Linked DNA regions of Mus musculus: region 1 is linked to region 2. The links are chromatin contacts, called in public Hi-C maps. All regions are on one chromosome and are shown on one strand. Each heading gives the region's core, a stretch centred on a gene start, on an enhancer-like site or on the middle of the called end of the contact. The rest is flanking DNA. Distances are from core to core; before and after follow the strand shown.

The links. A called contact is a pair of places that touch in the nucleus more often than the background predicts.
Region 1: a contact with region 2 is called in a Hi-C map of the G1E-ER4 cell line, with 5 times the contacts expected there. The contact joins two enhancer-like sites. A contact is called at or near these places in 3 of 15 datasets of contacts at CTCF or cohesin (embryonic stem cells, large pre-B cells and pro-B cells), 51 of 484 Hi-C or Micro-C datasets (3T3-L1-derived adipocytes, the G1E-ER4 cell line, the N1E-115 cell line and 27 more), 8 of 115 datasets of contacts at active chromatin or transcription factors (the HPC-7 cell line, bone marrow-derived dendritic cells, bone marrow-derived macrophages and 5 more) and 1 of 9 other capture datasets (embryonic stem cells).

The regions. Positions count from the first base shown.
Region 1 is chr17:57,331,278-57,337,772 of GRCm38.p6, forward strand. No RefSeq gene overlaps it. Among named protein-coding and RNA genes, the nearest start is that of Adgre1, 24 kb to the right of the region's middle. Within about 2 kb of position 4,209, at least 49 of the 459 cell types and tissues checked have an H3K27ac peak or open chromatin away from gene starts, as enhancers often do. A contact at or near this core is called in the G1E-ER4 cell line, where this site is marked.
Region 2 is chr17:57,168,428-57,175,455 of GRCm38.p6, forward strand. It overlaps Gm33566 (a long non-coding RNA gene), which reads left to right. Exons shown (of 7, transcript XR_876893.3): 6 at 667-852; 7 at 1,733-3,365. Among named protein-coding and RNA genes, the nearest start is that of Cd70, 22 kb to the left of the region's middle. Within about 2 kb of position 2,429, at least 8 of the 459 cell types and tissues checked have an H3K27ac peak or open chromatin away from gene starts, as enhancers often do. A contact at or near this core is called in the G1E-ER4 cell line, where this site is marked.

The sequences.
Region 1 (6,495 bases), core at 2,959-5,458, 160 kb after region 2:
TTCAGCAAATCTCAGTGGTGGTGGAATTAATTGTCTTGTCTAGGGGTGAGCACTCCATCTTGTATTCTCAGCACTTTGAACAATAATGCATCTCTCCATGGACCACGGTCTACTGTAGAAGGAGACTTCTATGACCCAGGCTGAGGTTTGCCAGCATTGTGGATGCACACATAAATATTTAGAAGGTATTTTTATAACATGACCATTTAGGAAATTAACAGCTATGACTTCCAAGCCCTGGGCCATGACATCCCAGCCCTGGGTCACAACCTTCCAGCCACAGGGTATGACCTTCCAGCCATGGGTCACGACTTCCCAGCCATGTCATGACCTCCCAGCCTTGGTCATGACCTGCCAGCTGAGGATGTTTGACCAGAGTCACAGTCCTGAGCAGGAAATTGCTCCTGTCAGAGGGATTTCAATTTTATTTTTTATTTTGTTATTATTTTTTTTTTGGAGACGGGCTCCCATGAGTCTCACAATGGCCACGCACTCACTATATAGCCAAGGGTGATCTTGAACTCCTACTCTTCCCGTCTCCACCTCCTAAGTGCTGGGCTGAGAGGTGTGCACCACCAGGCCCGGTGGATGGAACCAGGGCCTCGGACATGACAGATGACAGCTCTACCCACTTAGCCACAGCTTCACCCAGCACAGAGAAATCTCTCTTCTCATGGTACCCTATTTCGGTTGTGGATGGACTTGTGGGGATAGGATTCCATCTTTTTACCACCACAGACTGTAGCTCGTTCTCTCCTATCTGCCATCTGTCTGTCTGTTCTCTTGGCTTCGGACTTCTGTTTATTTTTTTTGGCATGTTTTTAATGGTGGATATTACTTAAACCTAATAATGAACCCATTATTATGATATTTCCATACATGTATTATTTATTTTGATCGTATCCTCCGTCATTCTCTCTTGTCCCCTCCCACTTCAGCTGATTTCCTTCCTTTTCCTACCCAGTCTACCTTCTACTCCCATGTCTGATTTCTGACAGACCACAGAATTCTATCAGGGCTGAGATGAGAGGCAATTACAGGAGTGTGGGCCGCTGACTGTGGCTATATCACTGAAGAAATTGCTATCCTGTCCCAGGAGACCTTGAACTGTCTATCAATCCCAGGAAGGGGTGGGGCCTCATGAGCCCCTCCCCCTCCAATTGTTAACTCTATTAGTCACCAGGAAGGGGTGGGGCCTCACGAGCTCCTCCCCTCCCAACTCTATCAGTCACCAGGAAGGGGCGGGTCCTCATGAACCCCATCCCCTTACCTCTGTTGATTGTTTCAGAAAAGGCCTGTGCATCAGACTGATTCGTTTCAACATATATTATTCATGCCTTGGCATCTCTTTCTTATTGAATAGACTTTATTTTTAAGACTGTGGTTAAGCACAGCACACAGTCTACCATCCCTGCCATTGTGAGTGTTTTAACTATTGCTAAGTGTATTCATGGCCCCAGAACCAATACCCACCTTCCAGAACTTTTTCATCATTTACATTACACCCACCACCCTCTGGCCCCAGGCCTTGGCAGTACCCCCCTCTCTCTCTGATTTGACTTTACCTGCAGTACTTTAGGGCTAAGTCAAGAGCTAAGTAACTGACCTTTTTGGGTGGATTTCTTTCGATCGGCTGGGATCACCATTACCAAGCTCAAATAAAAGAAGGGCTAGCGTTGGTGGCCAATGGGACAGGACTTCAGAGTGTACATTATTTAGGAAGGCGCCATTGTATCGAACATCCCCATGGCCCAATATTAGATCCAGCTTTGTGGGCGGTGGAGAATGTTGGTTGAGACATAATGGACTTGGAGGTCATCTCACCCCCTGGAAAATTGACGGTACATTACCAGAGAGTCAGGGACATATTTTTTTGAAGGCACAGCATCGTGATGTGTCTGGAGAGAAGGCTCAGAGGTTCAGAGTTCTTGCTGCACAAACATGAGGACCTGAGTTTGAGTCCCCAGCATTCAGGAAAGATCTGGGCTTGGCCAACCCTGGGCAGGAGAATTGCTGGGACTTCTGGCTGTCAGCCAAGCTCTGCATTCGGCAAGAGACTAGGTATCAGGGGAATGAGTGGGGAGTGTTAGCCTCCAGTGGCCTCCACACCTGTGACGGTATAAGCACCTGCATATGTAGAATTACAGGTGTGAGTACATCCCACATAGCACACACACTAAAAAAAGCTGAGTCTCAGGGCTAAGCTGTGTTCTCAGCACCCTAGTGCAGTGGTCACAACCCCTTTGGTAGTTGAATGACCCTTCCACAGGGGTTGCATATCACAATATCCTGCACATCAGATATTTACATTACAGTTCCTAACAGTAGCAAAATTACAGTTAACAAAGTAGCAAGGAAATAATTTTGTGGTTGAGGAATTGAGTTAAAGGGCCACGGCTTTAAGAAGGTTGAGAATTACTGGTCAAGTGGCTAACAGAGGCCACAGCACTGCCTGGTTCTCTCTCAGGAAAGTCAGTGCCCGAGTGCTGTCTCACACACATTCTTGGCCAACGATAGACTATGGCACAGGAGTCTGGTCTGAAATGCTTATCACGTCTGAAGGGTCTGCCTTCACTGTAGGGAGAGTCACTGGATTTGCGGGCTTCAAGAACTGCATTAGAGTTCACTAGAGGAACAGGACTGATAGAATCAATAGGTATCAAAGGAAGATTTGTTCGTCTGGCTTATCTGATACAGCCTGGGCAGTCTATAATGGCTGCCTGTATGCTGCCAAGGCCGAGAACCTGGTAGCAGCCCAGTCTATGAGGTGGGTGCTGCAAAGTCCAGATCTGAAGGCCTGGGGTGGGGGGATTTCTGGAGGGTCCCAGGTCTTCAATGCATGTCAGATAAGGATTGTAGGAACAACACAGGGGCAGTAACAGAGTGGAGGAGCTCTCCAGGAAGGGGCAAAGTCCCCCCGTGAATTTCCCCAGAAGCACGTCTCTCAGCTGATTCAAGTTCAAGTTCAAGTCCACAGTCAAGGTTAACCATCACAAGCACCATGGTAACAGAATGCTGCCTGCTCCCATGGTTCTCCCATGAAAAAGAAAGGCTGAATCATGCGATGCTGAGGAGTTAGAGGTCACGAATCTGCTCTTGGAGCCATTCCAGCCATGCCCAGAGTGTTCAGTCCATCTTTAAGGCTCAGGGTGGCAGAAGTTTGTATTAGTCAGCTCAAGTTACGTTTTGCTGTAGTGACTGCCTACGGTGGGTTGACTTGTAGGGTCTGTGGGGGATTGATGTGGGAAGACCCAGCCTGTAGTGGGCCACACCATTCCCTAGGCAGGGATCCAGAACTGTGGAGAAATGAGCATGCTGGCCTTCACTTCTTCATTCTTGACTGTGGTTGTCACGCGGCCAGCTGTTTGAGGTGTGTGTTCTAACTGCCCCACAAAGATGGGCTGTAATCTAGACCTGTAAACTCAACCCCTAGCTTCCAAAGCTCCCTTTTTTTTTTTTTTTTTGGTCAGGATATTTTATTATAGCAACAGAAACTAGGCCAGTCCTCAAAATACTCTCCCTACACTGTTCTAGGGATTTAAAAACATGGATGAAGATGTGGGAAATCGGACATAAGCTTCAAACGCAGGGGCAGACATCCAAGCAGGACCGGTCCGAGGCAGACAGCTGGACGTTAAAGGCACGATCGCCCCCTCGCGGACATGTGCGGTAATGACACAACGTCTGCAGCTGGGCGGGTCGTTTGCAGAGGGGAGGAAAGACGGAAGAGATTGAGTTTATTTGTGGGTGTGCACACGTGTTTACTCACAAGTCTGTGGATATGAGCCTAGAGAGGCCCCCAGGAAGGGACCCTGGTATTTCTGGCATCTCCACCCAGTCTTCTAGAAGGAATGGCCAGCGGCACTACTGGATGATATGGTGTCTTCAATTTATTTTTAGTTTATTTTCTTTTCTGTTTTTTATTTTTATTATTTATTTATTTATTTATTTTTTTGAGACAGGGTTTCTCTGTGTAGCCCTGGCTGTCCTGGAACTCACTCTGTAGATCAGGCTGGCCTCGAACTCGAACTCAGAAATCCACCTGCCTCTGCCTCCCGAGTGCTGGGATTAAAGGAGTGCGCCACCGCTGCCCGGCTTAGTTTCTTATTAAATTTATTTGATTTGTGTTTGTGTGAACGAGTGTGTGAGTATCCCGAGAGCAATAGGAGGCCAGAGGACATTGTGCAGGAGTCAGTTCCCTTTTTCTATCGTGTAGGCCCTAGAGATTAAACTCAGGTCATTAGGTGCAAAACTTCTTTACTTGCTGAGCCACCTCACAGCCCCTACCCTTCAATAATTTATTGTTACATATTTTTCTTAAAAAATGTTTACAACTTATTTTTATCTCTAGTGATTTCTAGGTGGATCTGAGCTTCATTTGTTGAATTGGTACTCTGGATAATTTTATTATTTTTTAAAAGAGAAATGCATTTATCCGAAACAATGACCCTTGTACTGGTGGAATTCCAGCCTATGAAGTCAGGCATAGACTCCAGCAGGCTGTGTTTCCTTGTCTGTGGCGCCGAGGCCCCCATTTTTCACTTCAAGGAACACTTTGCAGTCTAACCACACAGCGCTCACTTGCAGCCCTGTGCTGCCACCTAGCGTCCACGAGTGATATGGCCCCTGGGTTCAACTGTGTATATTCCCCAACTCCTCCCAGATCCGCTGTCATCCAAATCGTCTTACAACACCATGCCTTCTTTTTAAATTTTAAATAGCCCATCCAGTTTAATTTGGGGTGTCCATGTAGTACTTGGTGTGTGGCTATCCACTGGGGCATGGTCAGCCTGCGGGGTCAGGGGCATAGTTTAAAGAAAACTGCCTCTCCCTCCATCAGCAGCCATCAACTGTCCAGCTCCTCAGTTAGGGTGGGCTCATGAGCCCTTCCAACTCCTGCTGTAAGGTTGACTGGTCTGATTATAAGCAGCAGCCACAGGTGCTGTAGTTTATTAGTACCGAGATCCTGCTTCAGTCGTGCCTGACTTCTGGCTCTTACAGTCTTCCTTGTCTCCTCTTGGGGAGAGGGTTCCACCTTATTTTTTTGAGACAGGTTCTTCTATAGCCCTGGAGTTCAGTAAGTAGGCTGGCCACCTTGGGGATACATTGATCTCCACACCTCCCTCTCTCCAGGGCTAGATTATAGAACTTCATTTCCATGCCTGGACTTTAAGTGAGGGTGTGCAGAGCTCACTCAGGGAGCTTTGCTTGCTTAGCAAACACTTACTGACTGAGCCTCCCCTCCCCCCACAGCCTGGGTCTCTCTATGTAGCAGATCAAGGCTGGATTTGTGCTTATAATCCTCCTGCCTCAGCCTCCCCAGTATCTGAGATTTCATAACCTGCACCACGAGGTTCAGCTAGAGTGAGCAGTATCTGTTTTAATAAAAACTTAGGCTGGCTGTGGTGACAAAGGTCTTTTATCCAAGCACTTGGGAGGCAGAGGCAGAGGCAGAGGCAGAGGCAGAGGCAGAGGCAGAGGCAGAGGCAGAGGCAGAGGCAGAGGCAGAGGCAGAGGCAGAGGCAGAGGCAGAGGCAGAGGCAGAGGGAGAGGGAGAGGGAGAGAGAGAGAGAGAGAGAGAGAGAGAGAGAGAGAGAGAGAGACAGAGAGAGACAGAGAGAGACAGAGAGAGAGAGGCAGAGAGGCAGAGAGAGAGAGAGAGAGTGAGAGAGAGAGAGAGAGAGAGAGAGAGAAAGAGAGAGAGGCAGAGGCAGGCACATGCCCTTGAAACTAGCCTGGTCTACAGAGTGAGTTCCAGGACAGCTAGGGCTACACAGAGAAACACTGTCTCAAAAAACAAAACAAAACAAAACAAAACAAACAAACAAAACAAAACAAAAAACCAAACCAAACCAAACCAACCAACCAACCAACCAACCAACCAACCAAAAAAACCCAAACAAACCCCAAACCAAAATCCAAACCAAAACCCAAAACCCCAAAACCAAAACCAAAAACCAACCAACCCCTCCTCCCTCCCCCACTAAATGGGTGTGTGTGGACAGGGCTCAGTAGTGAATACACTTGTCAGTTTCTGATGACCCAAGTTCATCCTCTGGAACTCTTGTGGTGGAAGGTGAGGACCATTTCTTGAAAGCTGACGTCTGACCTCCACATGCACACAGCAGGATACACATTCAAACAAACAAACAAACAAACAAACAAACACATGAGAAAGGACAAGGCGATGGTTGAAGGGGAGGGGGATGCTAACTGCCTCGAGAGGTCACCATTTCACTCGTAATCTACGTACCAAATTGTTAAGGTGTGCATCACCCGACGAGGAAAAAAAAAAAAAAAAAAAAAAAAGGAACGGAATAAACCACACAGCCTGTGTACTTTGGAGTCTCCTCAGCAAGGGAGGTGGAGAGGAGGCCGGTGGGATTGAGGGATAGGCTGCACACACACAGAACCTGGATCCGTTTGAAGTCCTAATTAGAAACCAGCGTCTCTGTGGATGGTTGTGCTTTTCCTGAAGCGTGCTGGCTGGCCCAG
Region 2 (7,028 bases), core at 1,179-3,678:
CCCCATCAACTATGCCATGAACTGCTGGGCCAGTCCTGCAGATCCAAAGCTGCAGGATCTCCATGACACAGGGCAACAACAGAGCATCTGAGAGGAATCCCAGTGAGGATACAGTATTGATAGTGTAGCAGAAGCCTTGGAACCAGACCAATGACTCACTGTAGTGAACATTTGCAAGTAAATATGTGTGGGCAAAAGGGAATACTGTGGGACACACTATAGCATACACACACACACAAACACACACACACACACACATATATATGTGTGTATACACACACACACACATATGAGGCTGCAAGGGCAGAGGACAGATACAAAGGGATGGGGGAGATAAGAGGGATTAGGATGCATGATGTGAAATTCACAAAGAATTAATAAAAAGTTAAAAAAAATAGGAACATTGGCTGTTGACTCCTGTCTGCTTCCCTTCCCCACAGAGCGGGGACATCAGACCCAGGTCACCCTCCAGCAGACTTCTGAGGCAATGAATGAACGAAGGGGATTGGACTGCTTTGGCCTGGGCTCTGTCATCTCTGACAGGGAGCCCTGAGTAGTCATTACAATATCCGGATGGCCCATCTCCTTTCTCCTGGACACCAGGACCACTAACTTGATCTTGTCAAAGTTTTGGGGACCTACCTCTCCTCATTTTCCTATTGTCAGGGTATGGGCACAACCTTACCTGGTGCTCAAGAGCCTGAGAACCAGATGGCCTGAGCCTTCCTGCAGACCCAGGGACCCACGAGACAGCTCTGGCTGACCCCAAGACCTCAGACTGTGCTCCCCCACCCCTGGAGCAGTGTCCCGCGGCTTCCTCATAGCCCGATACTTGCCAGGCACCTGCATGAGGTAAGAGCAGTCAAAACTTTTTGATGAGAGACAGTCCATGTTTATCCATACTGTTTACTGACTGTTCATTGTGGGAAATGGGTGTGTACTCACTTCTCGGGGTGGACCAGACATGAAGTACCTCTGCAAGAGGGGGGGGGGTGTCTTCAAAGGGAAGCTTATTGGCTAAATCCTCGGGGCCTCTAGTGTGGAGATCTCTGTTCTGGGCTATGTGACCAATGTCGGGAGTGTGGCATGTGTTCCTGACCTGGAATCTTAGTAGGGAGCAGGGAGACACCGAGTTCTGGGTTCTCTGATCTGCTCTACCTTATCAAGTTTCCTAACATGGTCCACTGCCCCACAAAAGTCGTATATTCTACCTATGTGCACGAAGTATATATACATCTTTATGAGAAGCCACTGCCTTCACAGCCCACCTTCAGTTTCCCCTTTGGCCCTCTCTCAGAGGCAACCTCTGCATAATCCTCCACCTGCCCTATACTCTTGCATGAGGCCTGTTGCATGCTGTGATTTTGTCCCTCTGCTTCAATTCATCAAGGTATCCTTCCTTCTGCCTAAAAACCCTAATACTGGCTGTCCCAGAACTTGTTATATATAGACAAGGCTGGCCTTGAATTCAGAGATCCACCTGCTTCTAGGCTGAGATTAAAGACATTTATACCACCAGGTTTTCCCAGACAATCTTTTACTGAACTCAGAGCTCATGGATTCACTAGGGAGGTGGCCATTGGGACCCAGAGGTGCTCCTGTCTCTGACTCCCCAGTGCTGGAATTACAGGCATATGCTGCCATTTCTTTTGTGGTTTCTGGGAGTTGAACCTGGGTCTTTCTTGCTTGTGTGGCAAGTTCTTTATGGACTGAACATCTTCCCATTCCCCAGGGCCCAAGCTTCTGAGACAGAAGGAGGGATCTGAGCCACATCCACTGGTGTCCTGTGAAGAAAATGCCCGGTTGAGTACAGTGTGGCTATCATTTGGTCACCCTGTCACTCATTTCCCCCCCCACCCCCCGACTGTACAGCTCAGAAAGAAAACACCAGGTGACCTCCTTTAAGAGTAAAACTCTCATCTTCCTTATCTCTGTCTCTGTCTATTTATAAGGGAATCTAGTGGCTTAGCCTTGGCAGTCAGTCTCAGGAATGAGGAAATGGCCAAATAAGGGAGACAAAAGTAGGGAGGAAGGACAGGGGACATGGTGGTGCCATGTTCTCCATGTTTGAGCCTGTCAGAGCTCTCCTCCCTCTCTCTCATGAGCGCACACATCTCTCACACAGCACACTTGGACCTGGACAGGGGAAGCACACTTCAAATATTGACACCACAAAATAATGGCAACCAGGCTAGAGAATGGAGGGACCTTTTTATCCCATTTCGTCTCCACTCAGAATCTAGTGGAGAAAAAAAATGAACCATTTGCTCCAGCAGCAGACCCTAAAGTCCAGGAACAGGACAATAAAATTACCCACTAGAGGAACAGCTTAAAGATAGTCACATGACTAGGAGACATCTTATCTCAGGATAGGCCATCTGCTGGGCAGCCCATTCTGCGGTTAATCATTCAGGATGCAGAAATGCAACCCACGAGAGGCATCCCAGCACCTTTTAATACAGTCTTAGATTACCTAAGTCTAACAATAAAATAATAAACCGTCTACCCATTGTAAGTGTAGGGTACTTTGCTTCTGTAGTTGATCTGCCTGTCTGAGTTGTTCCTGGGGCTAGAAGCTGCAGTCTCTGGTTTAGCACCTCATAGTAAAACAGTGGGAGGTTTTTGTTAGTAGCCTTTGTTCTATCTCTGCAGGAATCCCAAGCCTCTAAAGTTGAAGTCTTAGGAAGAAAAGGGAGGGAGGCCTGTCTTTGTTCGTTGTTCTCATCATTTTTATGACTTTCAGAGTGCATTATCACATGGTAAAAAGTTCACTACAAGTTTGCAAATAAATTGAAATCCCAGGTTTATAACAGAGAATGTTTATATGCATAGCCACTAGGAAGGAGGCTTCTAGTTCAGTTCTGTCTGGGATCCTGTGCCTAAACTTGTGATATCTCAGCAGTAGAGTGTTCTAGTTCAAGTTCTAGGACATAGCTAAGGGCACTGGCATTAGCCTAAACTGCTGGGGAAACTCTTGGGCTCCCCTGAAGAATAACTTGAAGAGATGTTTCTAATGCCTAGCACTGGGGATTTTGTTAAATTATTTATGGCACTTGTGGGGGGGGGGCACCAACACTCCAAGTCACATGACTCCATTTAAAGCACATACTCATAGATCTATACATTTTATATGTGTTGTAAGTAAACATATAACATTACACCTCTTTGTGGATTTTTAAATCCCCTTCCCTCTCCCTCCCTCTGTATTGTACCAATTTCCAAATTCCTCCTTCACAGCAGTGTCCTAATGCTCTCTACCTCTGCAGCTCCCACTTTTCCTGCCATGGTCCATCTAGACTTTCCTGGTTCCCATGTTTTCTCTGGATTTCTTCACTTAGTATAATATTTTCTATTTCCATCCAACTACCTGCCAAGTTCATGATTTCATTTTTCTTTGTAGATGAATAGTTATTTCATAGTGTATATGTAGCATATTTTCCTTATCCACTCACCCGTTTAAGGATGTTTAGGTTGTTTCCATTTTTTTCCTATGGTGAATAGAGCAATGCACATGGCAGAACCTGTATCTGTGGAGAAGAATGATGAATCCTTTGGGCAAATGACAAGGAATAGTATAGATGGGCTGTAACCTTAATTTTTCCAAAACCTACTTTTAATAAAGTTCTTAAAGGCCTTAACCTCTCTTCTAGCCAACCACCCAGCAGAGGTAGTGAAAGAGAAATGTTATTAGGATATGAGGGAAGTGGACCTATTTAGAAATTTTTCATTGGAGCAAATCCTATCTGCTTTGTCAGAAAGTCAGCAGTTCAGTCCACATGAGTTAGCAGTGGCAGTTTGATTCACTCAGAAACACTTCACTGATATACCAGCAGTCCAGTTCACAGGTCAGCAGAGGTGGCATGGCCTAGTAGGAGTAGCCAGACCTCAGCCAAAAAAAAGCATGAGCCAGCAGAAGGAACCAGGACCACCAGGGATTCCAGGAGAAGTTCTTGGCTGTTCCTCTTTCAACTAAGCAACGGTCAGTGAAACCATGAGACCAAGAAGTGTTGTAAAGCTATCTCTACAAGCAAGCTCCTGTCTCAGTAAGTTGAATCCCGTTTATACTCCCTCCAAACATCACATGTCTTCCATGGGTCTTGCCTCACCATGTGTCTTACTTCAGCACGTGAGTCTGAATCAGCTGGCATCACTCTGCCAATCGGCCTGAGTGCATAGAAGTGGCAAGAAGCCAGCAGCATATCTCTAGGAATTTTTTGGTGTGTTTCTGTTTATGGAGTCATGACAAATGTAGCCTCAGCAACACATGTAAGGAGAGCCAATGCATGTGTGTCTTTAGTGAATAATCCATCATCACTCATTCTTTCACGCACTTACTTTAGCAAAACATCCTTTCACTTGTGTCTGCTTCAGGAAAACAATCCTTCACGTTTGCCCCAGCAAAACACCATTAGACAGAACTGACTTTCCAAAAAACAAACAAACAAACAAACAACCCAAAATTTCAACTTCAATGAGTCATATGTAAGATTCATTTGTAGCTTTTGGGAATTCTGCACACTGATTATAGAGTGGCCGCAGTGAGTTTGCAATCCCACTAACACTGGGTGGAGGGCCCCTTTCCCTATATCCCCTCCAGGATTGGCTGTCTGTTCTCATGATCTTTGCCATTCTGACAGAGGTAAGATGAAGTCTCTCTGTTTTTCTGACTAACATTCCCTAAAGCTAGGGGTGATTAATTTTTTTGAACCATTCCTTAGCCATTTTTATTTTCTCCTTTTGAGAACTCTATTTTTAGATTCATAGGCTATTTTCAAATTGGGCCATTTGTTTTCCTGACTCTTCTTTAAATTCTTTCTGTACTTAGGATTACTAATACTCCATCCAGATGTATAATTTTACAGCTAGTGAAGACTCCCTCTCACTCTGCAGATTCCTCTTTACTTGGTTCATGGATATATGTATGTGTATCTCTGAGGTTATGAATTTGAAGGGGAGTTGGGGAAAGTGTGAGGGGTGGAACTAAACTGCAATTTCTAAAAGTTACATAGTGAGAACTTGTTAGTGCTGCCCATGGGTGTGTAGCGCTCTACAGAAAATCACTGAGAAAAACTGACAGGGAAGGGGTGGAGCTACTGAGCCTCTCCCTGTCCCTGATGGTGCTGGTTGATCAGTCTTGAGCAAGTGACGACATCTGCAGTTAGTTCTTCAGGGCTCCAGCTGTCGTGTGTCAGCATTTCACTGCTTTCTGCCTTATCCTCCAGGTCTTGCATTCTTTCTTCTCTGTTTTAAAATTGTAGTTTTGGGAAACACTCAAATTATATAGCTTCATATTTTATTTTTATTCCAGTTGCTCCGGTAGAAACATTCCACTCAGAAGACAGACTCCATTAGGAGTCTGCATTATAAAAGGTAATATGGGTTTGTGCGGTGGCTCAGTGGGTAGTGCATAAGGATCTGAGTTTGAGCCATGTAAATCTGGACATGCTAGAGAAGGTGGAGGATGAGTGGAAGGCAATGGAGGAGATGGGGGAAGAGAAGATGAGGGAGGAGATGGAGGAGCAGAAGATGGGGGAGGAGATGGAAGAGGAGATGGAGGAGGAGATGGAGGAGGAGGAGACAACTATGCTACATATATTGCTAGTGAAATAAATCAGTCACCTGGACCCATATAATTATAGAACTAATTACAATATGTTTGGTAATGATCGCTTTTTTCTGTGTCCTAAGAAAGATCAGAATAAAGAAGGGCACCATACCATAGTCGGCCTCTCCGGGTGCCTGGAGTGCACGGCCACCACTCTGGGGAGGTAGAACGAAGTCCATAATGGTGCTATACAGTTCGTGTTCTTTTTTGCTGGACCAGAAGGGGAAGCAGCGGTGTCTGGGACTGTCTCCTCTCTGTGGAATGGAGCATTGATGGTGTACCACTGGGAGTCAGGAACAAGGCCCCTGACCCATACTTCCCCTCGGGGTATCCACTTGTGGGGTAGGAAGGTTTCAGCAAAGCCCCAAATGGGCAGAACCCAGTCTGATTAGGAACTGACCTCGCTTTAATTAGAAAGGCAGCCAATGAATAGGGGCCTGACTCTCCCTACTTTGAACAGGTCTTAAGACAATGGGCCTTGCACTTACAAACCTAATATGCTTGGTATAATCTTAAAGTGGCCCCGGAGCCCACAAACTGGCAGTCAACATATCAGGACCTGGCTGAGAATCAGGCATGCTTAAATTTTGAATATAAGCTTAACATCACCCTAGACATGCTGACTGGTCACAGGGCATACATTAACCCATTTACCCAAGCTTCTCTCAGCCAACATGCCTACTTCAACCAGGTGGCTGATCTGTCTTTCAAGGTCCTTAAGGCCCGCACTTCCAGAGATCCCTCTGCCTATCTCCCTAACCTTGTACAGCAATCAGGCAAGTCCTTTATGGACTTTCTCATGAGGTTTACTCTGGCAGTGGAGAGAAGAGTTGGTTCAAGACCCACTCGAGACATGCTTGTTAAACAATTGCCTTGGGGGGAGTCTTAATGCCCCAACCCACAAAGCGGTGGCAGGAGTTAGCAATGATGACCTTCATAAAATGGGTAGTAGCCGCCAGGGGACTACCCTATAGCCCTATAGCAGCCCTGACTGCCTCTCACAATGCCCTGTTGGCTGACAGGCAAAGATCCAACAACAGACTCTCACAGGGAGGCCTGCCTGATTGCTCCTGCCTTAAAAGACATAACCCTGGGATGGAGAGGTGGCTCAATGGTTAAGAACACTGACTACTTTTCCAGAGGTCCTGAGTTGAATTCCCAGCAACCACATGATGGCTCACAACCATCTGTAATGGGATCTGACACCCTCTTCTGGTGCGTCTGAATAGAGTGACAGAATACTGACAAACATAAAACAAATAAATAAATCTTAAAAGAAAGAAAGAAAAAAAAGACATAGCCCTTTGAGGCCTTTGTGGGCAATAATTATGTAGACCACAGAGGAGGTCCTAGGGTTCCTGTGGCAAAATGGCCCCCTCTTGTGACTGCACCAAGCCCACTCAGATGTACATAAGGTAATCTC